Regions from separate parts of the Mus musculus genome. Here regions 1 and 2 are each linked to region 3. A link is a contact called in public Hi-C data. All regions are on one chromosome and are shown on one strand. Each heading gives the region's core, a stretch centred on a gene start, on an enhancer-like site or on the middle of the called end of the contact. The rest is flanking DNA. Distances are from core to core; before and after follow the strand shown.

Region 1 (4,545 bases), core at 945-3,444, 330 kb before region 3:
AAAAGACTGTTTTTAAAATTCTGTTTCTATTACAGAATTATTTACCCTCCATGTCGTGAAAGTATTTTCCTTTAGACCTAGAGACATTAGATGCATTCCAGATGTATGTTACTTGGGTGACTGGATGATGGTGTGCAACTAGTACGAGCTCAGGATGCCAAAGTGAAGTAGTGACTAGTTTTAGTGGTCTGGATGGAAACAGAGGTTACTAAGGAAGCAGGATAAGAGGGAGTTTGACAGAGCCTTTCCCTTAAGAGACATGATGGCACTTAGATCAATTTTTGGAAAACCTTTTTCCCTTCATTTTATATACCACTCCTAATGCTGCTTTGGGGATAACAGCTTGGGTAAATACATCCATACATATGAGTAGATACTTTGATTTGTACGGCTGGTGTCCATATTCACTTACTCTTTGAGACATCAACAATAATTCAATACAAATGGAAATCCTATGCCAAGGGTTTTCTCTCTCTCTCCTTCCCTCCCTCTACTGCAAAAGGACAATGTCCCTTCAGAGATCTTTACAAATTGGAGTTGAGTTGGGTATGGTGGCCAACACCTTTAATCCCAGCACTCGGGAGGCAGAGGCAGGCCTATTTCTTTGAGTTCAGAGCCAGCCTGGCCTACAAAGCATGTTCCAGGGCAGCCAGGGCTGGTACACAGAGGAACCCTGTCTTGAAACTAAACGGAAGGAAGGAAGGAAGGAAGGAAGGAAGGAAGGAAGGAAGGAAGGAAGGAAGGAAGGAAAGAAGGGAGAAAGAAAACACTAGATTTGTTTAGGGCTGGGTCCTGTAACTTCTAGCTTCCTTATCTCTCATTTATTAAAATTGGAGAGCTGACTGTAGTCAGATAGCAAGCAAGTGGGCTTCTATATACCGGGAGGGATTACTCTACTTCATTGCTAAGCACCAGATTAACAAATCTAATCACAGAGTTCTTGAAGGATCAGAGTTGAAGAAATCAGTATCACTGAGAGCTTGTAAGACGTACCTGTTGCATTGCTGGCTGCTTTGGCAGGTGATGTGGACTGTCCTGTCTGCACCTGTTAAACAAGAGGAAGGGTGAGAGGATCTTTAAAGTCACTTCTTGTTTTAACATGCTATTACTCTATGTAAAATTTGGGAGAAAATTATAAAATGCATGCTATAACTCCCATAAAACACAAAAACACATGAGAATTCCTAAAACCTAGAAAATTAGATTGACCTCTTATAGAAGGTCAAAGTAGAGAGAAATGAGGGCTGGGGTGGGCTGGGACACAACAAAAACCCTCCCCCAAATATTTTTTAGCATCATCTAATTATGAAAAATTCCTGATTGGTTTGAAGTAGCCATGTTCATAAATTGTTGAAAAACCTGATTTGTCAACATAATTTAAATTGGTAAATTTCTACCCGAAATTATTATTATTACTATTATTTATTTATTTATTTATTTATTTATTTACTTATGCCTAAAATCTCTGAAATCTGGATTGGTGAATCCCGCTTTGGGTGGGCACAAAACGAAGCCAATGTTAAGGAGGAAGACAGTTTACACATAGACCAAAAATAAAACCCAAGTGACACTGTTAGAAGAGAAGCCAACAGATTGCAAAGATCAAAGGCAAAAAAGAGAAGCTTGTTTGGTTAATGCTGGGGCTTTGGGGCATTTCATGTACTTGCGGGGCTCGTCCATCCATCCGCACCACACATCGTAGCCATGCTATTCTAAACTGATGATAAATCCAGCTCCAGGGCGGACAGGGCGCAAAGCCGGGATCTCGCACAGATCTCAGGATCCAAGACGCGGGGCCAGATCTCCCTTGTGGAGGAACCATGGCGTTTCTTCCGAGGTGACTGTTAGATAAAGCAGCGTCTTCATGTTCTTCGTCCGAGAAAGAAGCATTGGTCCAGAAATCAACAGGATAGGGGCTAAGATAAAAGGGAAGCGCCTTTCCCATCTTTTTAAATTTCCCGCACCCCGTTTTCTCTCCGCCTCCCCAACACCGTCTCTGCTTCCACCAGCAGCTCGAGGATCCCCGCACCGAGAGGCGGTCGGAGCAGGATAGTCTTAGGAAAGTAGGCGGGCCTGGCCCGCTGAGTATTTCGGTGCCCGATTTTTGCTGTCTTCGGCGGCAGTTCCTCCTCCGCTCGGTTACTGGATTGCACACGCGGCCGTGAGCTCGGCACTCGATTGCTTCGGCCTATCACCCTGGGATGCCGCCTGCCGCCGCCGCCAGCGCCGCGGCTGCCGGGCTTGTGGGTTTCTCAGAGGAGCGCGAGCCGGAGGAGCCCAAGCAGCGGCCGGAGCGGCGGCCTGAGAGTTAGCGGGCCGGCCTGCGCGTTCCGCGGGAGCAAGCCGACGCCAGGCGGACAGAAGCTGGGCCGGGGCGCGCCCCTCAGGCTGAGGGAGCCGGCGCTTTGAGCCCCCGAGGCGACGGCGGCGGGAGCCGGTCAGAGGGGGCGGCCCCTGGCGGCGACGCCCCCGAGCCCAGCCCTGCCTGGCCGAGCTCCATCCTCAGCCCAAGCCCGGGCGGCCCGCGAACGCGCCCGCGGGGGTTGAGCAGGGCTGCGTGGGGGCGGGAGGTGAGCCCGCGCTCCCGGGTGCTCCGCGTCCGCTCCGGACCCGCACCTGAGCCGGGACCCGCCTCCGCTCCGGACCACGCTGGACCCGCCTCCCGGCCCGGGTCCCACCCTCCGCTTGCAGGTGGGCTGCGGCGCCCGGCCTTCGGGCGGTGGGCGGCGGGGAAGGAGGTGAGCGGTGTCCGCGCCCGCAGCCGTTCGGGTGCTGGTGGCCGCGCCGTCGTCCCTTTCCCGCAGCCGGGAAGCCCGCCCCGCCGCCGCCGCCTGCTCCCTCTGGGACACCATGGAGCTGTCTCCGTCGTCCGGAGGAGCCGCGGAGGCGCTGTCGTGGCCGGAGATGTTCACGGGGCTGGAGTCCGACTCGCCGCTGCCCCCGGAGGATCTGGACGCGGTCGTCCCAGTCAGCGGAGCAGTGGCCGGTGGCATGCTGGATCGGATCCTTCTGGAGTCAGTGTGCCAGCAGCAGAGCTGGGTCCGGGTGTTCGGTAAGGATCACAAGTCGTCTGCCTCAGAGGCTGGCGTTTCTCATCTTTCCTTGGGCTCCGATGCATTCTTAGTCCCCCATCTATCCTAGGTCAGCTGTCCACATCTTTTTTTGGTTGTTGTTGTTGTTGTTGCAGAAAATGCTTTTTGACAAGTTTATCCAATATATAGCGCCTGGTTATGTGACTCAGTAGGCTCCTTTGGACCTCTTTAGATATCCACAGTAAGTTTATAGAGTTGAGCTATCTGGACGTAATTCTTAGGTGATTAATTAAAGGCACTTGCTGCTGAGTCCTCAGGAAGGTAGAATGGAACAAGGCACAAAACCAAGTGAATGGGATTTCATTTCCTTCCTGTTGTGTGAAGCAAGTGTTGAGAGAAAGATATGAAAAAGCTTAGTAGAAGATGAGCTAATGAATGAAAAACAAAACAAAACAAAATCGAGGGGTTGTGGGTGGGGGGCAGAGATGGGAGAGACACCCAGCCCTAGCCGTAGCCCTTGCACCAGCCCCAGTTCAAGTGTTTGGTAGCAGTAGATTTACCGACAGCTTTTCCTTGAACCGTACTCTCTGCTTGTCCTGAGTGTGTAGGTTGTTTCAGATTGCACTGCTGTTTCTGGTTTTCGTGGTTAAGCTACCCGGTTGTCACTCAGCAGGTTTAAAGTGATGAACACACTAAAGAAACTTTCCCTTTCTGCATTCCGAGTAACCATCTTTTAAATTAAACCTGAATGATGATTTTCTATTCAGGAAAGGCTGTGGCAACGTTAAACATGCTGTATGCATGGGTTAGCTGTGGCTTTCCAAAATATCAAGCTAGCAGAATGTTTCTGCTACACATGACCATAAAAGACATAGTAATGTGGTTGAATATAAGATGACCAATTTGAAGTATCTGGAATCACACAGTGTTGAGATGCTGTCCTGCAGTTTTGTTTGTCTAATATGCTGTTAGTGATCAGCATATTGTATTTATGGCTTGGCTTTCATACTTCCAAATAGGTTCTGTGCTTTATAATTCAAGACCATCTTTTCATGGTTTATAAGTTGTCTTTTGGACAGTTCAGTTGACTTCAGGAAAGATCCCAGACATTTGAATTCTTGCCTCAGTTCTGTCACTAAAAATTATTAAACAATTTAGGGCAGATAAGGCCATCTTTTTGCCTCAAATTCCTTATCTACAAAATGAGTGGATTAAATAATCTGTAGGGTCTTTTTAGTTATATAAAAAAAGCAACTCTCCTTATAGCTAGTTCTTAGAAATTTATGTATATACTACTTAGAATTTTGCTGGTGTTTCTAAATGTTTTTTTTTCTTTCTTTCTTTTTTCTCTTCCTTTTTGCTAAATGGGGGAATTAAAGCAAAGAGGTGGGAACTGACGCAGAGTTACTCAATTCATTCTCAGCAGGTTGGATTAAAAGCTTTGCTGCCTGGTAGTCCACCTGTCTGCTAGTTCAGGTTAGCTGATCACTTATAACAAAAGTTGATGAGAGTC
Region 2 (4,571 bases), core at 1,449-3,948, 430 kb before region 3:
AGTGGGTGAGTGGGTGGGGGAGCACCCTCACAGAAGCATCGGGAGGGTGATGGGATGGGGGGGTTTGTGGAAGGGAAAACCAGGAAAGGGGATAACATTTGAAATGTAAATAAATAAAATATCCAATTAAAAAAGAAAGAAAGAAATGGTGTAATAACAAAAGCAAGACAAAAGAGACAACAAGCAAGCAGTTCTTTCTCCGGGGCTAAATGGGTGGAACAGGGCTGGGTGTACGGCTGGCATTCAGGTTTAAAGAATCAGTTTAGAGTGAACAAGGCGACATATATGAATGTGCTGGGTCAAGTGGAGGAACCTAGACACTGAAGAGAAGCTGAAGGGAGGAATCTCAGACCAGACATGTAGAACCCAGGATAGGGGACCCCACGTCTGAACCTCACTAAGGGAAGAGATACATTCCTCTGAGAGAGGAATAAAGAAGGCAAAGACCACACGTGAGTTTATACACATGGGACCCAAGAAGGAAAACTTCCCGAAGCCGATTGACTAGTTCTACTAATTGCCTCTCGAATAAGCATCTGGGAAGGGACTTGAGAGACACCAGAAAGTTTAAAATGGCCAGGGTGGAAAACATAACGGGGGGGGGGGGTGTGCTACAACTAGGAACACATCTTCAAATAGAAAGCGGACTGGAAATATCCCAATATTAGACGGAGGCTCTAGCTTTAGCCTCCATAAGGGCATGGGCTCTCTGTGCTTATTCCATACCCTGTGCCTGGCATGTAGTACCAGCTCAGTTATGTTTTCTTTATAAACATCTCAAATGCAGAGCAGCGATAGCTTCACCATGATTCCATCCAACCGTTTGCACAACAAATATAGGATTACACTTTTAGACAGAAACTCGAAAACAGTAAAAGAATGTTGAGGCTGTGACTGAAGGAATTTGGCCAAAGAGTGAGTAGATGGTGTCTCATAGGCACAAAGGAGCAAAGATGGGCCCACATTATGTATAAGTCTTGTTAAATAGCATTTGAAATGTAAATAAAGAAAATATCTAATAAAAAATTGTTTAAAAAAAAGTCTTGTTAAGCCAGGGTCACTAGCTATAACTGAAAGACACATTCCAAAAAAGAGTGAAAGAAAAACATTAAATTTCAATAATTTTTAAAACTCAGTCCAGGTGGGGGAGACTGGATAGTTTCCTTACGTGTTTTTTTATTTCCCCAGCAGTATCTGGGGTACTGTGTCTCTTTCTAGTGACACTAAGAATTAATCAAAGAGTGCAGGGCCCCTAAAGCCAATCTTACAGGTCAGCTATCTTTATAGCCTTAACCAGTTATTGATCAACAAAGTCCTCAGCCTTCCTTTGGATGAAGCTGGGTAACAGGAAAGACACAGAAGTATGCTCTGGCCAAGAGTTCCAATTATAGAGATGTGGGGTGCCAGAAAAAAAGGGGTGCCTGTGCCAAAGTCAATTAGCCTGGCACAGATAATCTAAGTCACCAGTACCGGCCCTGGGACTTCCTGAAGGCTTAGAAATAGAAGTTGGCACAATCTATAGGCCACTAGACCATAGTGCCCTATAGATAATCTTGACAATGGATTCCTTTTGTTGCCATTTGTCTGGCCTCCCACAGACCTGTTCTTCCTGCATCCTGAACTGCAACCGATAACTAAAGAGACACCCCATCATTCAAGAAGGACTCCAAGCTTCCTTGGCAGCCCTGGGCTGGCAGAGGGGTCCTACTTCTCAGCCACTCGGCCTCCCATTTAACTGGTACTCTCAGAGTCAGGATGAGTGCACCCATAGAGGGTTGTGTCTGTGACTTTAGGCCCCATGTCAAGTGCCAAGGGGCAAAGAAGACTCACACAGCAGCTACGGGAAATAAAAGTCTTTAGCGTTCTCAGGGTATTCTCTCTGCTGCAGATCAATGGCTGTCAACGCCTCAGAAGAGAAGCACACCTCAGTCCTGGAATAACTGTCTGAACAGGAGACCCTGTTCTACCATCTGTTCACTATATAAACCTGTTAGTAACATCCATATCATAACATTTCTTCATCTGCAGAGATGATCACAGAACCCTACCTTACAGAATTATGATGAAGATAAAAAAAATCATATCTAAAACTTACAAATAATTTAAATATAGTAAATGCTCCATAGGTGTTAATAATTGCTACTTCTCTAGATGTACGAGAAAATGCACCCACAAAGTATTCTACACACATCACCAGGAAGAGACTTGAATATTTATTACTGCTGTGAAATCAACAAATCCTCCTTGACACTCAATGCAGTGCCTGCATTGACCCAGGACTTAGAGGAAATGGAGAAACAGTATCACTTGACTACACAGGGGAAAACGCCAATGGATTAAGGTGAGAACATCAGCATTCACAACTTTAAGAAGTGTGGTCCAGTGCTTCCCGCACAGGAGGCTGGTTGCTCCAGGAACAGGGCAGGATGCCACAGGATGATCATGAAGCATGATTTTCTTTCTTTTATAAGCTATTTTCAATAGAATTTTAATTTAACATCAGCACAAACATTCTGAAGGGAAGTTCAAATTTGCAGTCATTTTTTTTTTTTTGAAGACAAGCATGAGATGTCAAAAAAATTTTCCACATTGGCTATGAGACAGATAAACAGACACATATTCTGCACCCCCACACTGAGTCATTCCTCGCCACGCAGTGGGGAAGTCTGAGAGACATATTCTGAACAAGAGCAGACATTCAAGCACTCAGAGCCAATGAGCTGGAAAGAGCCTCTGGAAGGATTCCAGGCCTGCAGGTGAAGCCATGACCGTGCCAGGAAAGCTCAAGCCAAGGCCCCTGCTGATATACAGTTCTTTCATTTACAGACCTAAAGCTTTCTGAGCTCTCTACTGCTGGATAAAATTCTGTATTATATAAGACCCGGAGCACCCAGCCACTGCACTGCACCAACTCACTAACCATGTTTGGAGAGTCTGAAAGTTTTGGTTTTCCTGGAACACGTGGTATTTCTTCTCTGAGGAAAGGAGGTCCTCAGGGACCTCATAGTAGTATACACCAATATTCTAAAGCTCAGATGTCCTTCCTAAGGGATAACACACACACACATGCACACATGCATGCGTGCGCCTTAGAATCCCATCTCAGTCGTTTTAAGACAGGGGATACCCACCATGCAGCTCAGCAGCCTTTCCTTCTCCAAATCACACAGCCCCAGCCTTATTCATCAAATTTCCCATCTTTAAATCTTTGTGGAGAGTATCAAAGTTCCAAAGAAAACTGAAAATTGATGCGACTGGAGCAGGATGTCAAGCCACTTGAAGAGGACTAGAACTTAGTTGCTAGCACCCACGTTGAGCACTCACATTCATCTCCAACTCCAGGACATCCAGCCTACTCTTCTGGCCTCCAGGGGCCCCTGCACACAAGGGTAGGTGCAAGCACACACACACACACTCACACATACACTCACACACACACATGTTTGTATGCACATAAATTAAAATAAATCTTTCAAAAAAAGGGAATTGAAACTAAGCTTTAATTTTTTTTCCTCAGTTATTTCTCAGCCATGCACATTTGAGAGGGCGAAAAAAAATCACTCAGTTGTTATAATGTTCCAGATCCTTCATCTTGAATATGAAATCCTTAAAGGGCTGTTATGTGACTGAAATGAAATACCACACGGATAAGTACCTGTTAAGTATGAAGGTGAGTTTGGAATAAATGTTTGCCTTTCATCCAGGTTATTTTATATTCTATAAAGGTGTGACAAGCTAAGCCACATACACACAGGTGATACTTGGTCGGGCATCACAGTGGAGAGCTCTTCGAACTTGAAATTAGATTTGCATTCCAGCACTTCTGGGGATTAGCTGTGAGACAAGTAACTTAACATCCCAGGCAAAGGAGCCTTCTTAAAGGATACTGTATCTTGTTCCAGATACCCTTGTAAGACCGTGGTAGGATAAGTGAGAGAAAGCACTGTTTGAGGTTTAACTAAAAATTTAAAAAACAAATATAAGGTCTAACAGGTGTGGTCTAGCTGTTGGCCACAGGCCACATGAGTCTGAGAGTGGTAACTAACATAGTCCAAGACATTTGTAGATCCCCGGTGTGTAGCAACTGTTAAAAAGTTAAACTCCCCTTGCTAGAAGCACTTAGGAAAGTAACTGTAGTAAGTGTTCAGCACAAGTTGTTACTAAAAGAGTACAGATGCCAACAATTGGGAGATGAGACCTCATGACATTAAAAAGCTTCTGCACAGAGCCGGTGAGACATGGCCAAGTGGGCCAGGGTACAAACCATAAAGCATAAAGAGCTGAATTCAGTCCCCAGACCCACAGGGCAGAAGTAAGGAACCGACTCCCACAAGTTGTCCTCTGACCACTGCACAATCACTGTGGTACATACATACACACACATACATACACACACACACACACACACACACACACACACACACATATACATACATACATACATACATACATACATACATACATACATACATACACTAAAGTGATTTTTAAATTTTTAAAACTTTTATACAGCAAAAGAAGCTATGAAGTAAAGAGGCACCCTCACAAAATGGAATGAAGTCCTTGCCTGC
Region 3 (4,503 bases), core at 463-2,962:
AGAAAAACCTCAGCAGTAGTCTTCCCTAGAAGTCAAATTATGATAGGCTCAAGGGAGTCCCTGGAGTCACAACCAGCTGGAGCTGCCTGCTCTTTCCCATCTTGTTAGGTCTGCTACCCTTAAGCTCAGAAGTTCCCAGTGGTGTTTGTTTGTTTGTTTGTTTGTTGTTTTTGTTGTCCTTATTTCTGTTTGCTGTTTGTTTTATTTTCTCGAGGCAGGGTTTCTCTGGGTAGCCCTGGCTACCTACAGAGCCCTGGAACTCACTCTGTAGACCAGGCGGCCTTGAACTTGCGATCCACCTGCCTCTGCCTCCAGAGTGCTGAGGTTAAAAACACGCACCCACACCACCCGGGCTCATCCGTCTCCATCTTCACCACTCCCAGCCCCGTGTTACTGTCGCCTCACTCTCTGGATCTAGCCACACTGTTCTCTTAGCATTTCTTCAAATGTATTATGTCCACTCTTGTTTCAGGGCTCTTCTTGCTCCTCCGCTGTCCCCACGGCCCCCTCACTGGAAATTGCCTTATTTATTGTATGTAAATACTAGTTCTCACTCCCAGCATTCCTTGCCTTCCTTGGTCTGCCTAGCCCTGGAAGCAGACTTGTCACCAGCTCTGCAGATAGCACAGCCTCTGTGACTCGGGTCTGTCTTCTCTAGAGGGCAAGTTATTTAACAGCAAAGTTGCTCTTGTCTCCCCTAGACTTGGGTGACCATGACAGTTACCAGGTGGGAAGGCAAACACAATGTATCAATAGTGTGGCAGGCAGACAGGCTGAGTACACGTGACAACTGGCATTGCTTCATTTTATTATTTAAAAAAAAAAACATGGAATCTTTTCGCATTCTGTGAAGTCATTCAAAGGGTTGTACCACTTTATACAGAACAAAACAAGCCAAGAGACGGGTGAAAGTAATTCCTTCCAAGGTCATGTCGCAGGCGGCTGAGCTGGGATTTGAACAGGGCTCGCATTGGTTGGCAGTTTCCTCTTTGCACTTGCTTCTCACAGGGAAGCCTAGGACTGCTGGCATCATCGCTGTCTGAGCACTTGTCAGAAAGGCACTTCGCTGGCTCTGACCTACAGAGTGGGAACCTGCCCTGGACATACACTCTAAGAAGCCCTGCTTGGTGGCTCCAAAGTTCAAGTCTGCTGTGTGGATGGGGTCTCCGGCTTAGCCGCTGTGCCCAGTGCCCTTCAGGACAATCTAATACCTGCTCCCGGGGGAGGGGAGGCTTAGCCCTGACAGAATCCTTTGGCTTTCTGTCCAGCTGTTCCTCAAGCCTCAGGGGAGAACCGAAGTGATGTGTTAGTGAAAGTGCAGCCCTGCTTCTGTGCAAGAACCGTCTCGGAGTTGTTTCTTCTAGCGGGGAGAAACATCTCTTGCTTTTCTTAAGGGACGACAGAGCAGACCTGGAGTAGAAGTCGTTTCTATTTGAGGCCCCACCCCCACCCCCACCCCGGACAGACCGGAGAGGCTGTCGACCCTCCTTTCATTGGGGTTATTGGTACCTAGACGCTCCCTCTGGCGCTCAGTTTTATTAGCATAAAACACTCTCAGATTTGACCTTGACAGAGAAAAGGGCTTAGAGTGAGACCGGAACCTTTTCCTAAATCCAATACAAAACAAAGACCTTGTATTCCCAGGCGGGAAGGGAAGAGGGGTGGGGAGAGCAGTCATGAAAACGCGCCAGCAGAGGGCGCCACAGCCCCATTAGTCTCTGCCCACTGAACTTCCCAGAAGCCAAAGCAGCCAGGATGCAACGGGGACTAGACAAACTAGGAGTCTAGACCCTGGGTACCACCTTGGGATTTTGTGGATCTCCGGGCGCCTGATGATACAGACTCGTGTGTTTACTAGTGTTCATTCTCAGAGAGATTAGTCCCAGACAAAGCCAGTACATGAATCTACAGTAAAGAGATTGTCATCCAACCTTTCGTACACTTCACCAGCGTTGGCTGAGTGAGTGTGTGAGCCAGGCCCAGGGCTACAGAGCATGTCCTCAGAAAATCGGGTTACTGTGGCTAGGTGCTAAGGCTGACCTCTTAAAACCTTTTAAATATTTAAATGGGGGAGAAAAGAGCACTATTTTTTATTTTAACTTCTAGAATCAAATAAAGGTTATATGGAACGGTGGAGAAGAGAAAGTGTGGAGAGAAAAGGAAGAAAGAAGATACACAAGAGTTGGGGACAGGAAGAGCAATCGTATTTTAATTCGTCTCTTATATACATAAAGTGCTAGACAAAGTCCAGTTTTGTCAACCTCCCATTTGCCCTACTAGACCCTAACTTGGGGCTCACGTCTGCAGATCTACTCCAAAATTCAGCACGTGTAGCCTGGCTGGCTGGCTGGCATAGAAGCCACACTCTCGGCTTCTCTCACAGCACCCCTCCCTGTCTGCACCCCTGCACACCCAGGGCTCTTCTCAGCTCCTGACGCTCCACACTGCAGCCCTACCAGGAAGATGTGCAAGTTAAAAGCCTGATTAGTCTCCTTGATAAATTCCCAGACAGTGGGCTAAAGGGAAGTGGCACCGGGCTGCTTGTGCTGAGGATGTGTTGGGGGCACCTGCCAGTGGGCTCTTGTCCTCTTAGCACACTGGTTCTCAGCCTTCCTAATGCTGTGGTCCTTCAATACAGTTCCCCAAGTTGTAATGATCCCGACCACATTATTTATGTTGCTACTTCATGATTGTAATTTTGCTACTGTTATGAATCGTTATGTAAATATCGGTGCTTTCTGATGGTCTTAGGCGACCTGATGTGAAAGGGTCATTTGACCTTCCCCTTACCAAGGGGTCACGACCCACAGGTTAGCAACCCCTGTCTTAGACAGAACAGCTTTCTGGGGAGATCTCTGAGCAGCCCAGAGCTAACTCTCTAAACAGATTTGAAGGGTGTGTCAGCAGGTTCTGTGCAGCTCTGTGTGTGCACTTGGGTGAGACCAGAGAGAGGTCAACCCAAGGAAAAGGATGAGCCATCAGGCCTGACTCTGGAAAACCGCTGAGCTGGGAAGAATTGCCTTGCTGTGACAGCTTACAGGCCTGGCTCTCTGGGGACCCCCACTGAGAGCGCCCCACCCCCACCCCCCCCCCCCCCCCCCCCCCCCCCCCCGGCCAGCGTTTTGTGCTGCAAACAGATAATCCTGGGCAGTCCGACTGCCCACACAGCATTCTCCTGGAGTCAGAGGTCCTGCTTGCAAAGTCCTGTCTCAGTGCTGAGGGGTGGGCTGAGATGGGGGCTGGGACTTTCCTAGAGAGTCTTCAGGTGGGAAGTACATGAAGACCACCAGAATCAGACCGGACCATCGCAAAGACAAGATCCTTCTCCATCACGTTCCACCCACAAGCAGGATTCACCTGCGACCCTCTGTGATGAGTCCGCATTAGAATGTGCTTGCTGCCAGGCATATCTATCTGTGCCTGACCTTTGCCTCCCAGAGTCCCGACTACAAACATACCTGCTTGCCACTTCTTTGTAAAGCTCTGATGGCTACCCAGGGAGAAGAAAAGCTGTTCCCTCTCAGGTCTTGGTAGGACAAGACCAAGGGAGCTCTCACGAAAGACGGAGACAACTGACAGGAGAGCAAAGGAGAATGAAGGGGTATTCAACCATAAGAAGAAAGTGATAGAAGATCCCATAGTGTCCATGAACCTTGAAGATACTCCACTTACTGAAAACAACGGGTATGCTCCTTTAATCCCAGCACTAGAGAAGCAGAGGTAGGCGGTAGGAGTTCGAGGCCAGCCTGGTCTACAAAGTGAGTTTCAGGACAGCTAGGGCTACATATCAAAACTTTCTCAGAGATGGATGGATGGATAGATAGATAGATTATACAAATCTTCAAGCTTACAGGATGGCTGAAAGGAGCTGGGATGACTGGTTATATGAAATTTTTGGTGTGTGTGTGAAGAAATGTTCTGAAATTTGCTGCTGGTGACATTTGCCTAACCGTGACTCTACTGAATAGCATATTGTACCATTTAGTGTGCCCTTTGTCCCGTGTATATTGACTCTCAATTTGTCTTAAGCTTAAGCGGTGGCTCCACAACTCTGTGGCTATGAATTTTTTCTACAAAACAATAACATAAAGCAAACACAACAACATGTCTCAGCTAAAGTACCACCTCCTCCAGGAAGCCTCCATGACTGCCATGCTGAACTTCAGCAATTCAACATCAACACACACATCATCCAGTCGCAGAGCCTGACCACCTACAGAGCCTGGAGAGGCCTTGCTGCAGCATCCCTGGGAGCTTGTTAGGTGTGCAGCATCTCAGGTCCCAAGACCAAGGAGCCAGGTCTGCATTCCAGCAAGATCCCGGGTAAGCAAGGGATAACTAAAAGCTGGTGAGGCGATGTGCTTGAGTCTACCCACCTCCCGCCACAGAAGACACTCAAGTGCCTGGACTTCCATGTCTACCAAATGTGATCTCATCTTTGCCGGTTCCACATTCACACATACTAGGCCTACAAGAACACTCGGGGGCCTCAGCACTAAAGCC

What was found. A called contact is a pair of places that touch in the nucleus more often than the background predicts.
Region 1: a contact with region 3 is called in a Hi-C map of the N1E-115 cell line, with 4 times the contacts expected there. The contact joins the promoter of Rasal2 here to the enhancer-like site in region 3. A contact is called at or near these places in 3 of 484 Hi-C or Micro-C datasets (the N1E-115 cell line and embryonic stem cells) and 6 of 115 datasets of contacts at active chromatin or transcription factors (the NIH/3T3 cell line, astrocytes, bone marrow-derived macrophages and 2 more).
Region 2: a contact with region 3 is called in a Hi-C map of the N1E-115 cell line, with 10 times the contacts expected there. The contact joins two enhancer-like sites. A contact is called at or near these places in 3 of 39 promoter capture datasets (3T3-L1-derived adipocytes, embryonic stem cells and liver), 2 of 484 Hi-C or Micro-C datasets (the G1E-ER4 cell line and the N1E-115 cell line) and 1 of 9 other capture datasets (pancreatic islet).

What each region holds. Positions count from the first base shown.
Region 1 is chr1:157,410,244-157,414,788 of GRCm38.p6, reverse strand. It overlaps Rasal2 (RAS protein activator like 2), which reads left to right and starts at 2,194. Exons shown (of 18, transcript NM_177644.5): 1 at 2,194-3,052. The coding sequence starts at 2,851. It overlaps 2810025M15Rik (RIKEN cDNA 2810025M15 gene), which reads right to left and starts at 2,437. Exons shown (of 3, transcript NR_027984.1): 1 at 1,664-2,437; 2 at 994-1,045.
Region 2 is chr1:157,516,483-157,521,053 of GRCm38.p6, reverse strand. It overlaps a transcript of Sec16b not described here. Among named protein-coding and RNA genes, the nearest start is that of Gm15486, 7.0 kb to the right of the region's middle. Within about 2 kb of position 2,698, at least 94 of the 459 cell types and tissues checked have an H3K27ac peak or open chromatin away from gene starts, as enhancers often do. A contact at or near this core is called in the N1E-115 cell line and liver, where this site is marked.
Region 3 is chr1:157,083,495-157,087,997 of GRCm38.p6, reverse strand. No RefSeq gene overlaps it. Among named protein-coding and RNA genes, the nearest start is that of Gm30568, 4.1 kb to the right of the region's middle. Within about 2 kb of position 1,712, at least 53 of the 459 cell types and tissues checked have an H3K27ac peak or open chromatin away from gene starts, as enhancers often do. A contact at or near this core is called in the N1E-115 cell line and liver, where this site is marked.